Linked DNA regions of Mus musculus: regions 1 and 3 are each linked to region 2. Evidence: chromatin contacts called from public promoter capture Hi-C data. All regions are on one chromosome and are shown on one strand. Each heading gives the region's core, a stretch centred on a gene start, on an enhancer-like site or on the middle of the called end of the contact. The rest is flanking DNA. Distances are from core to core; before and after follow the strand shown.

What was found. Promoter capture Hi-C pulls out the DNA fragments that hold promoters and counts their contacts.
Region 1: a contact with region 2 is called in a promoter capture Hi-C map of embryonic stem cells, with 4 times the contacts expected there. The contact joins the promoter of Slc36a1 here to the promoter of Nmur2 in region 2. A contact is called at or near these places in 3 of 39 promoter capture datasets (embryonic stem cells, hippocampal neurons and liver).
Region 3: a promoter capture Hi-C map of stem cell-derived epiblast-like cells shows a contact between it and region 2, with 2.6 times the contacts expected there. The contact joins the promoter of Slc36a2 here to the promoter of Nmur2 in region 2. A contact is called at or near these places in 2 of 39 promoter capture datasets (hippocampal neurons and stem cell-derived epiblast-like cells).

Annotation. Positions count from the first base shown.
Region 1 is chr11:55,202,420-55,206,150 of GRCm38.p6, reverse strand. It overlaps Slc36a1 (solute carrier family 36 (proton/amino acid symporter), member 1), which reads right to left and starts at 1,811. Exons shown (of 11, transcript NM_153139.4): 1 at 1,663-1,811.
Region 2 is chr11:56,039,170-56,042,859 of GRCm38.p6, reverse strand. It overlaps Nmur2 (neuromedin U receptor 2), which reads left to right and starts at 1,873. Exons shown (of 4, transcript NM_153079.4): 1 at 1,873-2,678. The coding sequence starts at 1,977. The region is part of intron 4 of LOC115485826 (a long non-coding RNA gene); the gene reads right to left.
Region 3 is chr11:55,183,795-55,187,573 of GRCm38.p6, reverse strand. Slc36a2 (solute carrier family 36 (proton/amino acid symporter), member 2) reads left to right here and starts at 2,497. Exons shown (of 10, transcript NM_153170.3): 1 at 2,497-2,763. The coding sequence starts at 2,615.

The sequences.
Region 1 (3,731 bases), core at 562-3,061, 840 kb after region 2:
TTCCACGCTGTGTCCAAAGCAAAAGAGAACTGATTCCTTGAAAGTTTTTATGCTCAAAACCACTTCCCTTACCGCACTGATCTTAACTGTAGTCTCCTGAATAACCAAATACATAAATCCCTCTCTCCTTTATAGACTCCCGGCTAGACAAAGACAGCTAAACAGGCAGGAGGCTGAACAAACAGCCACCGGGTTTAAGGAGAAAACAGAGACATAAAAACAAAGAGGCTGCAGCAGCACAGACCCCACCAGAGCAGGCCCAGCCTCAGGTCAAAGCCAAGGGCTGAGAGTCGAGCCTCTTACTTGTAACCTCAACAACAGCTTTTAAGAAGCCCGGCCGTAGATGCAGTCTACTTCCAGAGTGTTTGGAACCCCTGGGTTCCATCCAAAAAAAAACCCTATGCACTAATGTACCTGTTAGTTACTATAAATTAGGATGCAAACTAGAGGCAAAAGAGATCTTGGTCATGAGAAAGACAACTAAAATTATGAATGTCTAGTTGAGCCATAAATGGGGGGGGGGCAGATTCAAGACAATTAGAAACAGGTAAAATTCTTTTAGAACAAGATCTACTCTTGTTGTAGGCTACTGCCTACAGATTACAAGGAGGGGGTAAATCTCTCCTAACAAAATCAAACAGGAAAAATATGAGTTTCATAACAAAAGGACCCTACCATCATTCATACACTGAAAATGTAAACCCGGGTGAGGGAGGATTCAAAGTCACCTAAGGCATCAAGCAAGAGGCAAAAGCTAAAACACGCTCTGCAGATTCCCCAAAGTCAATTCCTTCCAGGACACTATGTTGCTATCCTGACTCAACAAGCCCCCACCCCCTAATTCCATCCATATAAGCAGTCGCTACCTGAATCTGTCAAATTTCAGAAAACAAAACAAAAAGCAAGCGGTCTTCAAGTTAACATCTGTGCTTTTCATGCCCTAGAGCTCTCTTGGTCCCTCCAGTCTATCCCAGGTCCTATTTCATATTTCTAAGTGACTTCCACAAAACTGCAGAACGGTTAGAAACGAAGCCTGCTGAGTGATGAGGAAAGAGAGAGAGAGAGAGAGAGAGAGAGAGGAAAAAAGAAGGAAAGGAAAGGAAAGGAAAGGAAAGGAAAGGAAAGGAAAGGAAAGGAAAGGAAAGGAAAGGAAAGGAAAAAGCCATCAGTGAACAGAACCACACCCAGAACTCAAGCCTGGCGTGGAGAGCCCAGACACAGCGGAGCTAAACAAGGACGCGCGACCCACAGCGGAAGGGACAAGTGCCTTTTCACAGGGCGAGTTTCCCCGCAGATGGCAACGTGGCAGAAAACAAACAGTTGCAGAAGCTGACACCCTGCTGCAGGGATACCTCGGAAGCCCACACACAGCCCTGGACCTCAGTTTCCCCTACTCTCGGAGGAAAGGAGTTGCGGTCTGGTACCCTGTGACCCAAGGCAAGGGCATAGCTCGAACAGCCACATCTGCAAACGAAGGGTTGGTCCGAGCTAGCCGTCAGTGACTGCCGATGTCACCTGGGAACTATGACTGAACACCTGTCAAAGGTGCATGGGAGACCCCACCCCACGGGTGACCTGTCCCTGAGCAGCAGCATCCGTTTGGCGGGAGGTGCTACAGCAGGAGGTGACTCCCGACTGCAGCGCAGGGCACGCACTACTCACCGGTCGGCCCTGCCCGGCCCGGGCTCCCGCTCCGGCTCCGGCTCCGGCTCTGGCTCCCGCTCCTGCTCAGCCCACCTCGCGTAGCCTCAGCGCCGACCCCTAGCCATGGTTTTCTAGCCTCCTGGACAGCCGCTTCCGGGCCCTGTCACGTGATGCTGGCTCCCTAGCCCAGGTCACGTGCCGCTCCATTCCGTGCTCCTCCTCCCGGACCCTTGTTCTGCAGCGCCACCTGGCGGCCGTCAGCCGCTGCTTCAGAAAGGGCAGTGCTTCTGAGACCACCACAGAGCTAAGGCAGACGACCTAGATTTTGAGGCAGTCTCCAGGGAAGTCGGCATGCAAAATATCCGTAATTTTTAGCCTTGCTAAAATTTATTTGTTCAGCATATATTAACGTGCATTTACTGGTTTATAATCACAAGTTTGCACCTTTTAAAAAATAAATCGTGCAGCTAAGCCTGATGGTACAAGACTGCAATACCAGAGCAGAGAAGAAAAATAGTTCAAGGCCTGTTTGGGTTATAGAGTGAGTTCAAGGATACCCTGGGTGATTTAAAGATACCTTGCTTCAAAAAAATTTAAAAGGGGCTACTGGGAAAATGGTTTACTGGATACAATAAGAACCTGAGTTAAGATTCCCAGTACATATAAAGAGCCAGGCAAGACAATGTGTGCCAGTAACACCAGAGCTTGGGGCCAGAGCAGAAGGATCCCTTGGTCTCTTCAGCAGACTAACTGATCTAGCCAAAACAGTGGGCTCAGGTTCAGTGAGAGAACCTGTGGGGAAAAAAAGTTGAGGGAACAACTCAAGCAGACAATGTCACCATCTGACTCCCCGATGCCCCACTCCACACACACACACACATACTCCATATGCTACACACATACACATACACACACACACACACTCCATACACCACACACATAAATATACTCCATACACCACAAACACACACATACATATACTCCATACACCACATACACACAGACATATACTCCATACACCATATACATACATATACTCCATACACCACACACGTACATATACTCCATGTACACACATATATTTCGTACACCACACACATACGTACATGCACATATGTTCCATACACCACACACACACATACACACACACAAACAACATATACTCCATACATCACAGACACATATACACATATACTCATACAAACATATACCACACATACATACATATACTCCATATACCACACACACAGAGATGCAAAGACAACTTCACACATACACATACTTCATACACCACACACACATACACACTCCATATACCACACACACATACATATACTCCATACACACACATATACTTCATACACCTCACACATACATACATACATACATACATACATACACATATGCATATGTTCCATACACCTCACACATACATACATGTACTCCATACACACAGAGATATAAACAGTACATACCACACATGCATATACTCCATATACCACACACACAGAGATGCAAAGACAACTTCACACATACACATACTTCATACACGACACACACATACACACATACACATATTACATATACTACATACATACATACATACATACATACATACATACATACACAAGCATATAAACCATACACCACACATACACAGATGCATACACATACATATACACACATGAACAAGAAATGATACAACTTCTAGAGTCCCACTCTACACTTGCTGGGTCAAGATCCCCATCCATGAGTGGCATCCGGCAAGACCTAGGGAGATTTGGATTCTCCTGCTGAGAGCCCTACTACAGAGGACTGCCTTGGTGTACTGAGTATTAGCCCAGCAAGGCTTGCAGTGTGGCAGAGTAACCTCCTTCCCACCCACATCCCAGGTCTGTCTCCATCACTTCCTGCTGCGCAGCCTTCTGAGTTCCCTTTGGGTTACCCATTTTGAAAGTTCAGTTGGAAGCCCTACTCTATTCTCCCCCTTCCCTTGTTGTTTGCAAATCACATAAGATCTGGCACCTAAAGGGGTCATGCTAGAGAGAAATTTTGGATAACTCCTTCTGCATCTAACAGAAGGAGGT
Region 2 (3,690 bases), core at 624-3,123:
CACTGACCTAAGTTCTCATTCCCTTACCATCACTGGCCAGCTCCATATTCTGAAGCTTGTTTCTGTCTTAAGACCATTTACTGGTTAAATCCTTCCCTAGACCTTTCAGATCTTGGTCTCAAAGGCATATGCTGAAATAAGCCTTCTTTGACTTCCTCTGCAAGTTTTTTATCAACTTTTATCTGGAAACATAATTTATTATTTTGCTTGTACATTTTCAGATACCCTAAGAGAAACAAAACAAAACAAAACCAAACCTCAGTGGAGCATAGGTAGCCATTGGCTGCGAGGATTTATCTACACTGTCAACTTGATTGAGTTTGGAATCACCCAGGAGATAATCTGTGTCTGTGTCGGTGAGGGACATTCCAGAGAGGCTTTACTGGGGAGGGAAGATCGTCCCTGAATGTGGAAGGCACCATCCCATTAAGTGAGGTCCAGGACTGAATAAAAAAGGAAAACTCTGTACTTAGCCTCAGTATTAATCGCTCTGCTTTGTGGCTACAGCGTGACCAGCTCCTTGTGTGCCTATGGCCGTCCCCACCACTACAGACCGTTGAAACCTTTCTTAAATTGTGAGTGAGACTAAGCCCTTCTGATTCTACCTTTTCACTTTTTAAATATTGCATTTATTTATTTGTTTGTTTCTGGTTTGGCTTACCTGCTTGCACATGCGTGTGTGTGTGTGTGTGTGTGTGTGTGTGTGTGTGTGTGTGTGTACATAATGTGTGTCATGGCACATGTGTGCAGGTTAGAAGATAACTTGTGGGAATTGGTTCTCCTAACCTGTAAGTCTCAGGGATTGAACTCCAGTGGCCAGACTTTGTGGAAAGCTTTAGTCCTGAGCCATCTCACCAGCCCCACAAGTTCTTCATGCAAGTTGCTTCCATTGTGTGTTCTGTGAACAGCAATAGGAATGACTGATAGGTTTATGTTTCCTGTAAAACATAAACTATGTTATGTTTAACATATGTTACACTAAAGCATATCTAGTAGAATGTATATGCTGATCAAAACAAAATAAATGAATGTAGTAGAGAGAGACAGAGACAGAGACAAACAGAGACAGACAGGTAAAGGAGTAGGAGAGAAGGGAAAGAGACAGAAACACAGAGAGAGAGAGAGAGACAGACAGACAGACAGACAGAGACAGAGACAGAGACAGAGACAGAGACAGAGACAGAGACAGAGAGGGAGAAGGAAGAGTCAAACAGACAAACAGAAGGAGAATAGAGAGGAAGAGACAGGAGAGAGACAGCAGGAAGCAGAAAAAGGAGGGAGGGAACTCTGAGAGTTGAATTTCCTTTATTTCTAATAACCTGGTTCTGAAACCGACTTGCTTTCTGAGCTGCTGAGGTCGTTAGGCAAGGCTAAAACCTAAAAGCTGATTTTCAGCCACTGAGATACCCAAAATCATATGTCTCATGCTTTTCCCAGAGAGCCCTGATTGCCCAAAGGAACAATATAATCGGAGAAATCGATTGATCTTCCACTCTTTGACAGGACATAGAGTGATCAGAGACCAATGGAGACTGCCTTAGCAGTCAGGCTCCTCAGCCCTTCCTGTGTTTCTCCCCAGAGCCCCACAACTCTGAGGCTGGCCAGGCTGGGAATGCTCACTCCTCAGGTGGTGCAGGCAGCTCACTCAGTGTGAGCTGATTCTCTGTGGCTGCGTCCAAGTCACAGGGAGGTCCCTCCTCTCTTGCTCCCCAAACACAAAGCCCTCACACCAACCTGCCTGGTTCTCCCACAGTGCAGCTTAACACCCTCATTGGCCTACAGCGTGCCGGGGGCGGGGCTTGGGTGGTCCTCAAAAGGCATTAACAGCGTGAGAGGAGAGCCCTAGAGGCTGATGCTATCCTTTCACTCTCTGAGACCTTCTTCAGGAGCCTCGGCTTTCAGACTCTTTCTGGCTCAGCTTGAGACAGAGCCTCAAGAGCAAGGGATACCCGTGGTCGTGGATTTTAAGCTCAGTAATGGGAAAACTTGAAAATGCTTCCTGGATCCACGATTCTCTCATGAAGTACTTGAACAGCACAGAGGAGTACTTGGCCTACCTGTGTGGACCCAAGCGCAGTGACCTATCCCTTCCAGTGTCTGTGGTCTATGCGCTGATCTTCGTGGTGGGGGTGATAGGCAATCTTCTGGTGTGCCTGGTGATTGCCCGACATCAAACTTTGAAGACACCCACCAACTACTATCTCTTCAGCTTGGCAGTCTCAGACTTGCTGGTCCTGCTCTTAGGTATGCCACTGGAGGTCTACGAGTTGTGGCACAATTATCCCTTCCTGTTTGGGCCGGTGGGATGCTACTTCAAGACAGCCCTTTTCGAGACTGTGTGCTTTGCCTCCATTCTCAGTGTCACCACGGTTAGCATTGAGCGCTACGTGGCCATTGTCCATCCGTTCCGAGCCAAGCTGGAGAGCACACGGCGACGGGCCCTCAGGATCCTCAGCCTAGTCTGGAGCTTCTCTGTGGTCTTTTCTTTGCCCAACACCAGCATCCATGGCATCAAGTTCCAGCAGTTTCCCAACGGGTCCTCTGTGCCCGGCTCTGCCACCTGCACAGTCACCAAACCCATATGGGTGTATAACTTCATCATCCAAGCTACCTCCTTCCTCTTCTACATCCTCCCGATGACCCTCATCAGCGTCCTCTACTATCTCATGGGGCTCAGGGTGAGTATCGAGGGAATGGTTTGGGGCAGCATCCCACCTTTCTCGTCCATTCTGAATTCAAAGAAAGACTTAGCGTGGTGGGAAGATAGAATCAGGGAGGGGCACAGAGGATAGCGTTAAGTGGGAAATTAAGAAACAAGAGTTTATATGTATGTAAAATAGTTGCATATGAAAATTCCACACATGAACTCAAGATTTATCTCACAGGTAAAATCAGCTTGGTCTCCGTTTGAACAGGTGGGAATTGCCACCACTTAAACATAGTAAAATCACAGCTCTATCACTTTCTTTACCTGGTGTTCCTTATTCTTTCCATGTTTTTCCACCTGTGTTTCTAAGAAGGTGTGAGACAGCTTCTTAGGGGCATCGATGTGTGAGAGAATTGAGGAGAAACCTCACTTTAAATGTGTGCATGTGATCTGGGCTTAGAGAATCACATTCTGGGGGGGGGGGGGGTGCTTCTACAACCTGCTGCCTCTTTGCTGCCCCTGCTCCACTTTACTGCCTGTGTTCAAGTTTTTCTCTGAACCAAAGTCTGGAGGATATCGTGAACTCTTCCTGCTGTATGATCTGAGACAGGTATACAGCAGTGAAGGCAGATATTTCTTTGTGGCTGTATTGGTCAATTGATTGAAATAGCAAGTTAAATTCTCTCTCTCTCTCTCTCTCTCTCTCTCTCTCTCTCTGTGTGTGTGTAGATAGATAGATAGATAGATAGATAGATAGATAGATAGATAGATAGATAGATAGATAGAGGTATAGATATAGATATCTTGAAGCCAGTTTTATGGTAGGTAGGGATACTGAGGGATGCAAAGTACACAGAACTCATAAGTTAGAGCAGTAGAGGTGATTAAGAGACAGGTGAGTTTCTGGGGAAATCACTCTGTTTCCCTTGCACCTTACAATTAGAGGCTCCTTCTCTAAGCTTGTGATGATAAATACTTGTTTTTCATTTTCTCTGCTTCTAAATTACTTGAGAAAATCTGTGGGTTTTTTTTTTTTTTTGAGG
Region 3 (3,779 bases), core at 1,248-3,747, 860 kb after region 2:
TCCCAATTGCAGGTTCCACAAAGCAGCCTGCTACTCCACAGACCAGGAATAGCACCATGTGATGGTGCCAGACAAGGGAAGTTAGGACACTTTGCAAACCACAGCCGGGCCACAGTTGACTCAGGGCAAGGACATGAAGGGTAGGGCCAGCACACTTAACCAAGAATCAGTGTGGCGATCAAAGCTGCAGGCAGCAGGCCTGCTAGGATCTGGCTAGGGTGCAGCAGGGACTCTTCCAAGGGATGAGACCTCTGTCAAACTGTCCTTTGCCTTTTGGAGCCTCAGTTTCCAAGAAACAAAACAACAGTGCTCCCCCAATGAAGTTGCCAGTTTTTTTGTGGAGTCTAGCACATACCACTGGGGATGCAGGAAGGAGCAGGAAGGGGTGGGGGTGAACCTCCTCTTTGTAGCTTTAAACATTACTATTGTTTATCTATTTGCTAGTGGGATGGGGCGAGTAGGGAATCAGAGGACAATTTACAAGAGTTCCACCAGGTGGGCTCCAGGGATCAAACTCAGGTTACCATGCCGACAGCAAGCATCTTTACTAATGAACCATCTCCCAGCCTGGGGTGAGACTCTTTAGGAGAGAAAACAAAACAAAAACAGGAACTGGGAAGAGATAAATGGCTCAGTCAGTAAAGTGTTTGCTGGGCACTAATGGGGACTAAGCTTGATCTCCGAAACCCACACAAGAGCCAAGCACAGCTTCATGTGGCTGCCCGAGGCTATAATCCCACTGCTGGTGTCAGGGTAAGGATGCAGAAACCGGTGGGATTCTGGAGCTCACTGGCCAGATTTGCTGAACTCTAGGTTCAATGAGAGACCCTGTCTCAAAATAACACAAGATGGAACTGGGCATAGTGACACATGCCTTTTGTCCCAGCACTTAGGAGGCAGAGTCAGGCTGATCTCTGTGAGCTCAAGACCAGCCTGATCTACAGAGTGAGTTTCAGGACAGCCATGGGCTACATAGTATCTCCAAACCTCTGAGTGTACACACTATGCATGTATGCATAGGACACACAGACGTGCCACAAGTTCAGAATTGCACGCCGGACCCTAGAAAGAACCCTGGTAAGGGACAGGTCCTTCAGAGTCTGTCTTAGGTGTTCCTGATACCATGGGGGTGTTTTAAGCTACACTGTTGGCACACAGTACGGCCTCGGTAAATGTTGCTTTCTGAGGAGGAGATGGTGGTGGGGAGACTGGTACAAGAAGAAAAATGCTATAATTTGTAGAAGAGGAGAGTTTGGCTGGTTCGTTTACCCTGAGCAGAGATAATGACAGAGAGCAGAATCCCAAGAAGCTCCCGAGACCATCTTCCGGTCCAGAGCTCCAACCCGGAAGCCACATTGTAACCTTAAGCAGATCACACCCGGTCGCCCCTGAAGCCCCTGAACCGTGGCCTGCCCGGGAAAACGCGCCTGGGACTCATGCAGAATTCATTCCTTTCCTTCTCCCTCCATGGAGCCTTCAGAAAGTAAAGGCACCTCTTCAGCAGTTCTCAACCTGTGGGTGGCGACCCCGGGAGGGGGGGGTGCCACATATCAACTCTCCTGCATATCAGATATTTACGTGCCAATTCATAACTGGCAACAGTTTATGAAGTAGCAATGAAACTGTTATGGCTGAGGGTCACCACAACATGAGTCACTGTATTAAGTCAGCACTATGTTTGAGGAAGACACCGCAAATCCAGCTCTTACCTCCACATATACACAGCATGCACGCATGCATACAAACACACAGACAGGCCACGAGTTCAGAATTACACGTGAAACCTTAGAAAGAGCCCTGCTCTAGGTGAGGTGCCAGCTGCCCCTCCCATCTTCTTAGAGCTGACTGCAGGCTGGTAGGACCTGGGAAGCCTGCCCTGAGATGAAGACAGGAAGGCATTTTTTTTCAGAGACAGAAATGGGTACCCCCTTAGCGGAGTGTGTAATAAATAGTTCGGCTCTCGTCATTAAAATTATCAGGATAGACTGGAAATAAGGCTCAGATGTGGACTGCTTGCCTAATATGCTTAAAGGCCTGGGTCCTGCCCCCAGTTCTGTATAAAAACAGATGCGGTGGTGGACACATCTGTAATTCCAGCACTCAGGAGGTAGAGGCAGGTGGCTCAAAAGTTCTGGATGATCCTTAGCTATCTAATGAATTACAGGCCACTTTGGGCTACAGGAGATCCTGTCACACACGAAAGAAAGAAAGAAAGAAAGAAAGAGAGAGAGAGAGAGAGAGAGAGAGAGAGAGGAAAGGAAAGGAAAGGAAAGGAAAGGAAAGGAAAGGAAAGGAAAGGAAAGGAAAGGAAAGGAAAGGAAAGGAAAGGAAAGGAAAGGAAAGAAAAGAAAAGAAAAAGTTAACTGCACTGTGGTTGATTGGGTAATATCAATAAAGCTTATGGCTCTCTTCCCAAATCCCTCCTTCCTCTCTTTCTCCCGCTGGGTTTCTTTAAGCAAGAGGAGGCGGGGTGTCCATGCAGGTGGGCGTGGTCTCATTCCAGCCAGGCCAGAGCAAGCTCTCCGGTCAGATCTACTGGGCCCAACTTGCACCTGCACATACACCTCCTTGATTGCCCTCTCCCTACCTTGAGCTTGCCCTTTCTGAAGCCATCATGTCTGTGACCAAGAGTGCCAGGAGTCCGCAGGTAGCCACCCCTCTCAATCTGGACCTTCCTGAGAGTGCCAAGAAGCTGCAGAGCCAGGATCCCAGTCCAGCGAATGGGAGCTCTTCAGAGTCATCAAAGAAGACCAAGGGCATAACGTGAGTGCAGCTCCCTCCCACCCCACGTCTGCCTCCATCAGCTTCCAGTCCGGATCTCGAGGTGGGCATGTCTGACCCTCAACCCACTGTGCAGCTGGGAACACCAAAGAGGAAAAAGTGCAGTCAGGGTCTGTGTCAAATAGGACGTTCTAGCTAGGGGCACGATTAGAATCTGAAAAGTCCTGAGAGGGAAACTGAGACCCAGCTGCTTTAAGCCACATGCTAAGATTTATTGGAAGGAAGGGGGCTAAGCACTTTTGTTAAAGTCAGTTTGGGGCTCTCAGTGTCTAGGAGGGAGGCAGAACTTGGAGGGAAGCTGGGGTCAGTATGTAAACCACAGTGGCCTCAGCCACAAGCAACAAGCAAGCCTCTCCCTGTCGCAAGCCTGGGTCCTGCTGCCGCTGGGGCTGCCATGGTACTACTCAAAGAACAGCACGTGGAAGCTTCTAGTGTCTTCCATTTCCCAGAAGATGGATTCTAGAGGAGACATTCGCAAAGATTTTTCAGAACACGACAAGCTACAGGGCTCCAATACCCTCCTCCTCCTCCTCTTCTTCTTCTTCCTCCTCCCTACTTGACTTCACTAACATAGCAGTCTAGCCAGCCCAGGCTCGTGCTTTAAGGAGCAAGTTTGACGTCATCAAGGTAGTAGGGAGTGTAATTAACAGAGGACCAGAAGGTCTGGGTTCAGGTGGAAGCCCTGTCCTTCTCTTCCCTGAAGCAAGTGTCCTCATATGGAAAGCAGGGAGGAGCAGATACGACCTAGTATATTAAAGGATGGACAGACAGACAGAGTGGGGAATGTGTGGCAGAGAGGGAGAAGGTGCTGAAGGAATGGGTACAGTCTCTCTCCACACTGCATACAAGACACTGCAGGAATGGCCTCAATGGCTCCTTTGTCCCTGGGTCTGGTCCTGGGCTTCCTAAGTGCTAGAGGTCACTGAGTGAGCTGCTGAGGCCCCTGGACCACCCACAGCAGAGCAGGGTATTTTTCAACTTTGAGAGAACCAGCTGAC